Regions from separate parts of the Gasterosteus aculeatus genome. Here region 1 is linked to region 2. Evidence: chromatin contacts called from public Hi-C data. All regions are on one chromosome and are shown on one strand. The core of a region is the stretch at or near the end of the contact, and the rest is flanking DNA. Distances in the headings are between cores, read along the strand shown. Region 1 has its middle 13 kb from the start of mmadhca. Region 2 has its middle 7.2 kb from the start of rnd3a.

Region 1 (3,746 bases), core at 405-2,904, 36 kb after region 2:
GCAGACCCACGGCTTTCGCGTGCACACTTTGCCCTTTGGTCATCGCCGGCAACGTCACCGGAAGCACCTGGAATGTCACCGTTTGTGTGTGAGAGAAGGTGAACTGTTTTTCTTCATGTGAGGGGCGACGACTGTTTTCCATGCAACGCATTACAACCTCACCACTACTGTACGTGTATATTATGTGTATTAGTATGACAGGTAGGCGCAAGGAATATTTGGTTATAGGTTATCTTTTGATCTACATTTTTAATTTGGACTGAATATTGTTCTCCGACACAAAAATGAACCAAGACATGCAATGAAAAGTCCTGCTTCATCTGCCTGTTCCTCTCAAGCACACTTCAGAAAACCAACCATGTCTGAACTCCTGATGCTCAAAGGAGAACAAAATAATATTTCTTTAGATATATTGATCTGTACTAGTGTTTTTTTTCTTACTAGGTGATAGATATTCCTCAGCTATCACGTTTTGCAATTCATTATTTAATGGAATAATGAAATATAACATTTCTTAACCATTATGTATAATATCTATTGAGAGATGGACTGCTGCTTCTCAGCATGAAGATAATTTAATATAAATTTGGGGGTTTTCCACCAGCAAGAATGAGGTTCTTCATGATCAATGATCTTGATATTTTGTTATTGGTTTCCCAGCGAGGAAGGACTGCTGAATCTTCTCTTCTGGCCGCTCCCAACGGGGCTTTCATTTTGCGATGATGCAAAATAATATCTTTATGGAATGGATTTTTTTTTTTATTATTTCAAGGCATGCAGACAAACATCTTAAAGTCAGCTCCCACTAAAGTACCACTTCCTTTTGTAAGTTATCAGAATGAAATGTTATTGCCTTCAGCATACTTCTTACTCAAAAATGTAAAAAATCCTCTTAATCGCTTAAATTTGAAACTGAAAAATTGAACAATCGAGTCCTGACTGTATTGTTTTCCACAATAAGAGAATGTGTAAGCCGCAGCCCTTTCATGATAAAAGACACCAGATTGACGCTTCAGGGTCCTTGTGTTTTATCCTTTTCTTTTGTATGTTTTGTTTTTGTTTTCTTTCGGGCAGTGGAGGAGGATTAATTTTGGGGGGATTAATAAAAGCTGCACAGCTCTGAAGAAGATAAAGTGAGAAAGATCTGTGTGTCGATCCCTTCATGACTGCCTCAGAGTTTCAGAGAGAGCAGGTGCTGTGTGGATGTTTTCACCTCCAGTGTTTTGGCATGTGGAGTTTTAAAGGAGAGCACTATAAATGTGTAGGTTGGGACCGAATTTCATACATTCAATAAAACTGATGGAAATCAAAATAAATTATGGTGTTTCCAGGCTTGTGAACGTCATTTCTGTCAGACAGATTGAATAGTTAGCCCTCAACATGCCCCAGTTCACAGTTATTTAAGATCATTTTACGCTTTTTTTATAATCCCTCCTCGTCTTTTGCAAGATGTCAAACAATTATGTCAAGTCAATGACCAGCGATCCCCTTGTCACCCAGGGAAACAGCGAATAGGCGGCTGCCGATTCGCCAGATGTGGGCAGGTGTTGCCATAGCTGCTGTACCCTCCCCGTGCCCCTCCCCACCTGAGCAGGTGGTTAGAGGCAGAATAGTGACAGGCCGCCGTTGGCAACGATGCTGTTGATGCGAGTGGACAGAGTGTCGCTGCAGAGCGCGGTGGTCTGTGCAGCCTGCTGTCACATCCTGTGACACTCAGTGGACGCTGCAAAGCAGAGATGTCTTTGAAATATACCCCATATACAGTATTATCTAGACCCAGATTTAAACCAACACAGCCGGATTTGAAGAGAAATGGTGCAAAAAAGACTTAACAACAGGCGCTATACATTTTCCTTTTTTGTTTGTTCCAGAGCTCTCAAATGAAGTTGTATTGAAGCTCTGCCTTTAATCAATAAAACACTGTTTACACTGTTTGAATGCGGACAAAGGGGCAATGGTTGATCAGCTTTGATGCACCTTTACACATTCATGTACGGGCTTCGTATCACTCCACAAACCGCAGCAGCTGTCACCCAAACCAAGTTCATGTGAAGATTTCACATCCCTCTCCTTCAGTGTCCGAGTCAGAAAATAAGAACGTGGCCAAGACGAGTACCGCATTGATTTCTTTCTGGTGTTTTCGACTGATTGAAAGAGACGCGACTTGTGTTTTCCTTTCTCTCGGCTTCCTTTGTTTTTCTCCCTCTTTAGGGGGGGGGGGTGTTGCAGGGAGCCCCAGATGAATAAGCGGCGGCTAGTTGCCCCCCTGCGAAGCTTCAAACGACATCTCCCTCAGCCAACGCTCTGCAGACTGTGGGATGTTGATAAGGCCGCTCGTTGCTTTTAAACGCATTTGTTTCATTGGGTTCAAAGTGAAAGGGATACTTGGTTTAATACTTGAAACGACCCCACGTCTTGGACTTGGTGACGTCACACACGGAATCAATCTGCGACCCGCTGTGAGGAATGACTTCATCATTTCGCACAGGACGAGTGACACAGAGGCCTCAGGGTGTCAGTGCAGCACTGCTGAACAGCGACAGTGTCGAGGCCCAGACTGACGCACAAGCAGCTGACACATTAAATATGGATGCTTCATTAGAGGGTAATGACAGACACTGCTCAAATCCCTGCTACGGTTAGGCGTGTCGTGTATGTGTGTGTGTTTTTTAATAGGCTGCCGCACTCTGATCACTGTCACCACTCAAGGAGGATTTTGTAGTCTTGTGTCGGTGAAGCTTAAAGCTCTTCGGTGCGCCACAATCCAACAACATTGATGTGCTCCACCTGAGATAACTCATTTTGTCATTTGCTCTCGCTGTAAATAAAGCAGCAATCATCCAAATCTAAGTAAAAAAACATTCCATACCAATAGATCAGGGGTGTCCATCATCATCAAGTGGGCCAGACCATTTAAAATCATGGGGAGGGGGGCGTGGTGACCTGAATTTTTCCTTTTCAGTTGAAGGGATCTACCGGCACTGCGTTGGTGAACGACCTGGTCTCGTGCATGTGTTCACTCACAGAGTGCGACCCCGAGTGGACTTTTCAGGAATAGCAGATACTTTTATAGAAGAGCAATTTATGTCTTTCTGTAATTCTCTCATAGCAAAGTCATCCTGCGGGCCGCACTGGACCCCCCCCGGCGGGCCGAATCGAATAGGTGATTTTGCCACATCAAATGCTAGTTTTCATGAAGAAGACTTATCATATCTCATAGTTTCCTGATTATTTAGAAATGATCTGATATGTCGCTGTTTTTGAAGATTCACAAAGAGAGCCGCAAACTTTGGTCATAATTATAAGTGGAAATAGAGGGAGTGTTCAGCTAAGACACTTTCAATGAACAAATTCAAATGAATTGCTGTAACCAAGATAGTTCTCCTTAATTTCACAGCAGGTCAGCTGAGCAGACCGGTGATCATTTCCTTTCTGGTTCTTACAAATAGTGGAGTTGGTTTACTGTCTCAAAGCACTGCCTCTATTTTATTTTAGATTAGTTACATATTAATTATGTACATTTGACTATTTACCTAGCCAAGCTTACCCAAAGTTGAACTCAAATGCCACGATGTAAATTTCCTTCTCCACCAGAAGTACGTCTTCTTTTCGCCACGTGGTCAAAAGATTGGAAGTCTATGGGAAGAATGTTGAACGTTACTTTCAGTGTGTGACCGTTCCTTAAAGATGTTAGGGATACATAGAGCTGAATTACTGCCTAATTTGCGGGGTGGAAAACATTTATA
Region 2 (3,903 bases), core at 168-2,667:
GCAGAACTGAATTTGAAAAGTGCTACTTTTTAAGTCGACGTCCTCGACATCATTACTCGTTTGTTTGACTGAGCTGCTCAAACCGAGGCGGCCTGCATCGGTGAAAGGACATTCAGATGCCATCAAACAAGACTGCGGTCGTCGTCTGTTTTACGCTCTAATTGGTCCCCATGGGAACTGCAATCGGTTCCCATGGTAACCGCCTCGTGGCGAGAGCCGGTGCACGAGACCAAACGTCTATTTCCACGAAGCGCCGTCCGGTATTTAGAGTCTGTGCGACAACAGAGAGGCTTTTACGAGGCCGTTGCTGTCACGTTGATGGGTGGAGAGCCTTAGCTTGATGGGGAGAGGGTGGTGCTGAAGGAGCAGCAGCAGATGATGATGGACGGGTACGAGTTTCCCCGGCGACCAGTTACCTCCTCACTGTGCTCCCTTCCGGCGGAGACGTGAGTGTCGCCTCGGTTTTAAAGTCTCTGCTGCTCATCCGTCATTTAGACGCAGAATGCAGGTCGAAGGGTGGCGCATGAATTAATGGGCGCAGTGTTACCAGCGGCCACTAGGAGGTGCGGTTTTGCCGCTTTTAATTTAATATTACATTTAATATTTGCTAATGAAGACCAATATAGTAATATATATATATAATACTTACGTAATTAACGTTACACGTGTGCGTGAATTACTCAAACAACTTATCAGTTTGATATATCCAACTATTGTGTCTCTCTGGTGAAGCTTTCCTTCTGTTTGTGGTTAGTTTAATGGTTGTTAAACAACTGGTGTTAATCTACACTTAATTAAACTCCCCACGTCTTAATCACAAAAGATATTTAAGAAAACAATGAGGGATCGGAACTTGTTTCACATCATCAAATCTTCCCACTCGCTCTCGTGTCTCCAGGTTATTGGCAATACATCCTTTTATTTCAAGTCTGCTTATGTTTTTAATCCGTCATTCCATAGAGAGTTTACTTTTAAAAGTTTCGGTGTGTCATTGATATCTTGCTCTGTCCCATGGACAGCAGGGGGCGCTGTGACACTTCCTCCTGCAGGCCGAGCTGCCTCACGGTTCTGCTCGGTGAAGCTATTGTGGAGGCCGTGTTTGGCAAGCAGGGTGCAGATTGGCAGACAAATGATGTCAGCTGGGCGTCCCATTATACGCCCTATCCCTTACGCACACGCGCACACACACACCTCCAAAGGAAATTCTGATCTGTACATGTGATGTGTGAAGATGCTCAGTTAAATCTTTTCTTTTTTTCCCCCTTTTCTCTCCCTGCAATTATTCAAATGAGCCCGCTCCACCAGCCTCGAAAACTGATTCATTATGTAAAAATGAGCCACACAACCATAATGAACACACACAAACAGACAATCACTCAGCTCCCAGACACACACACACACACACTCTCTCTCTGGGTTGTTACCATAGGAACATAGTGGAAGAGGTTGCCGAGCTGCAACGCTGGGAGTCGTTGGGTGGGGGATGGAGGGTTGGGGGATTGGGAGTGGGGCTTCTCAGACACAATGGAAACATCCAGGAGGACATAAGCAAAGGAAGGGGACGCTGCATCTTCACACCTGGACCTCTCTGCGTCCCCTTTGATGGCACATCCTATACGATTGCCCATCATTTGGGTGGGGGCCCAAGTCGCTGTGGTTAAATGGAGGGGGTGGGGTCAACAAGCAGAAAGCGTGAATTTGTTTTCCCAGCCCTCTCTTGCCAGCCTCCCCTTTTACATCTCGGCTCCTCATTATGCGTCACGTATAATTAGGTGATTGCATTTTTGAATAATGAATCGTATGACTTCCATGATGGAGGTCAAAAACAGCGGCATGCCAGAGAATAAAGCCATGCATGTCCCCCCTCCCTGCTGTGGATCAAAGCTGTGATGGGAGCAATAGCGCAAATTACTGTCAGGCACAGGTCGCTGCTGACTGCTTTTATCAGGAAGTAAAGCGAGTGAACACAGAGTGACCAAAAAGAGACTATTGAGAGACAAAATAAGCTCAAGATTAGAAACAAACACACAATAGAAAATAACCAAAAATGGACACGTAACACGCGCACAAAGCCAACGACAACTCCGGACACGATCGCAGAAGGAGCTCTGGTGAAGGACGAGCGCACACCATTCTGTCCACGATCAGTGAATCACCACCAGACCACCGATCCTCTGAGTGTGCGTTCTCGTGCCGTCGCGTTCAGGAACTTGCGGCTCGGAGGGTCAGAGGTCGCGCGTCACGTCTCCTCCCCACGTCTCCACAAATTGCATCTTAATGGTTCTCTTTTCAGATCGTCACCCTGGGGTGAGGCGGCTCGTACTATCGACTGTAACCCCCCCCCCCCCCCTGCCAAATGTAGTACGGGTATGAGGGAGTCGTGATGGACGAGCCTTGCAGGAGAATTTGGGGGCAACCGACCAAACCGTGTGTGTGTGTGTGTGTGTGTGTGTATCTATATATATGTATATACGCGTATATACACACATTTGCACTTGGATATTGCGAGACAACTCTAGAGGGAGGGGGTTCATTAACCAAACAAAAAGGCTCATTTGTCAAGGGGGGGTCCCCTGGAGGCCGAGTCGGGTCCACCCGAGCACTGCTGCGATTTTAAATGATGCCCGTCCCCTTTTCAAAACCCCAAATGACAAACAAGTGATTTCCCAAGAATCCCTGTTTAATTCATGAGTCGGGTTGGCCGCGTCCGGTAAAAAGAGACGTGACAGATGGCCAGTGAGGCAACAGGATGTGCCAGCATGAGTGCACATGCAGGTGTGTGTGTGTGTGTGTGTGTGATGAGTGAATTTGTATGCTGTCGGTGGCTGAAAACGGTAGCGTGGGGAGAATGGATGCCACCGGCTTCAAGTGAAACTCTTATATGCACGGACAACCCGCGCCTGACGTCCCCGAAAGGAGGCCGGCTGTCCACCAACGCTCTCCAACGCCCGAACGCTGTGGAATATACGAAGCGGTCTGATTTAGGGCGTACACTTGAGGCACAGCGTCTCCTTGTCTCCCAACCAAGAGGCCGACCGCGCTACGTGCTGCCTAACCCCCGGGCGAAAGGGAGGAGCAAGCACACGCGGATTTGATTACCTCGACCGGAGTCTTTAAAAAGTCTCCCGGGGATGTCAGCAGAAAAATCCTCAAAGCGCCCGCCCGTCCTTCGTAAAGCGCTGATCAAAGGCATTCTTCACATAACGCGCCCTGTGCGTCGTTAGCCCGCGCGTTAAAAAAAAACAAAAAAAAACCCACCCACATCTGCACAACATTATTGGCTTTTATGGGAGCTCCATAAGTGGAGACAGCCCGGAACCGGGGGAGAGACAAGTGACATCCCCACGCGCTCACATTCTTCTTTGTGTCCTTTTGCTCCACAGCGCTACTAGTGGTCAGAAACAACACAGCGGGCCCTTCCGTTACGTATTCAGTGGAATGTAATCGGTTGTATGCAGAGATAGTGCAGCATATGACTGATAAGGTTGATTATTGCTGGAATCTTACAGCTCACAGCCTATGCGTTGAGAAAACGTTGCAGTAGGTTATCCGGGGGGAAAAAACCTACCTATCCTGCTGCGATTAGAGCGAGAACATTTGTTTTCATTATAAGCTGTGAGCCAATAAGGAGCTTCCATCCTATCCAATAAAACGCTTTATTGTCATACTGTCCCACGGACATGCAGACCATTATTCTATTTCATACACTCGGCTATTATCGCGTGGATCCATTCGTATTCACTCCAAAAACATCCTTCTTTATTAACAAAACAATGCAATTCTGTGCCGTACGAACCAATATTGGTTCTCACACATCTTGGTGCATGCGAGTATGATTTATGAACAAAACAGCCGCTCGTATTAATCTCACACTGACACGTAATCTCATTAAAACAATTACCT

What was found. A called contact is a pair of places that touch in the nucleus more often than the background predicts.
Region 1: a contact with region 2 is called in a Hi-C map of liver, with 2.3 times the contacts expected there. The contact joins two enhancer-like sites. A contact is called at or near these places in 5 of 6 Hi-C or Micro-C datasets (blood and trunk muscle, liver, skeletal muscle and 1 more).

Annotation. Positions count from the first base shown.
Region 1 is chr1:26,165,742-26,169,487 of fGasAcu3.hap1.1, forward strand. No RefSeq gene overlaps it. Among protein-coding and RNA genes, the nearest start is that of mmadhca, 13 kb to the right of the region's middle. Within about 2 kb of position 1,655, at least 2 of the 9 cell types and tissues checked have open chromatin away from gene starts, as enhancers often do.
Region 2 is chr1:26,130,179-26,134,081 of fGasAcu3.hap1.1, forward strand. No RefSeq gene overlaps it. Among protein-coding and RNA genes, the nearest start is that of rnd3a, 7.2 kb to the right of the region's middle. Within about 2 kb of position 1,418, at least 4 of the 9 cell types and tissues checked have open chromatin away from gene starts, as enhancers often do.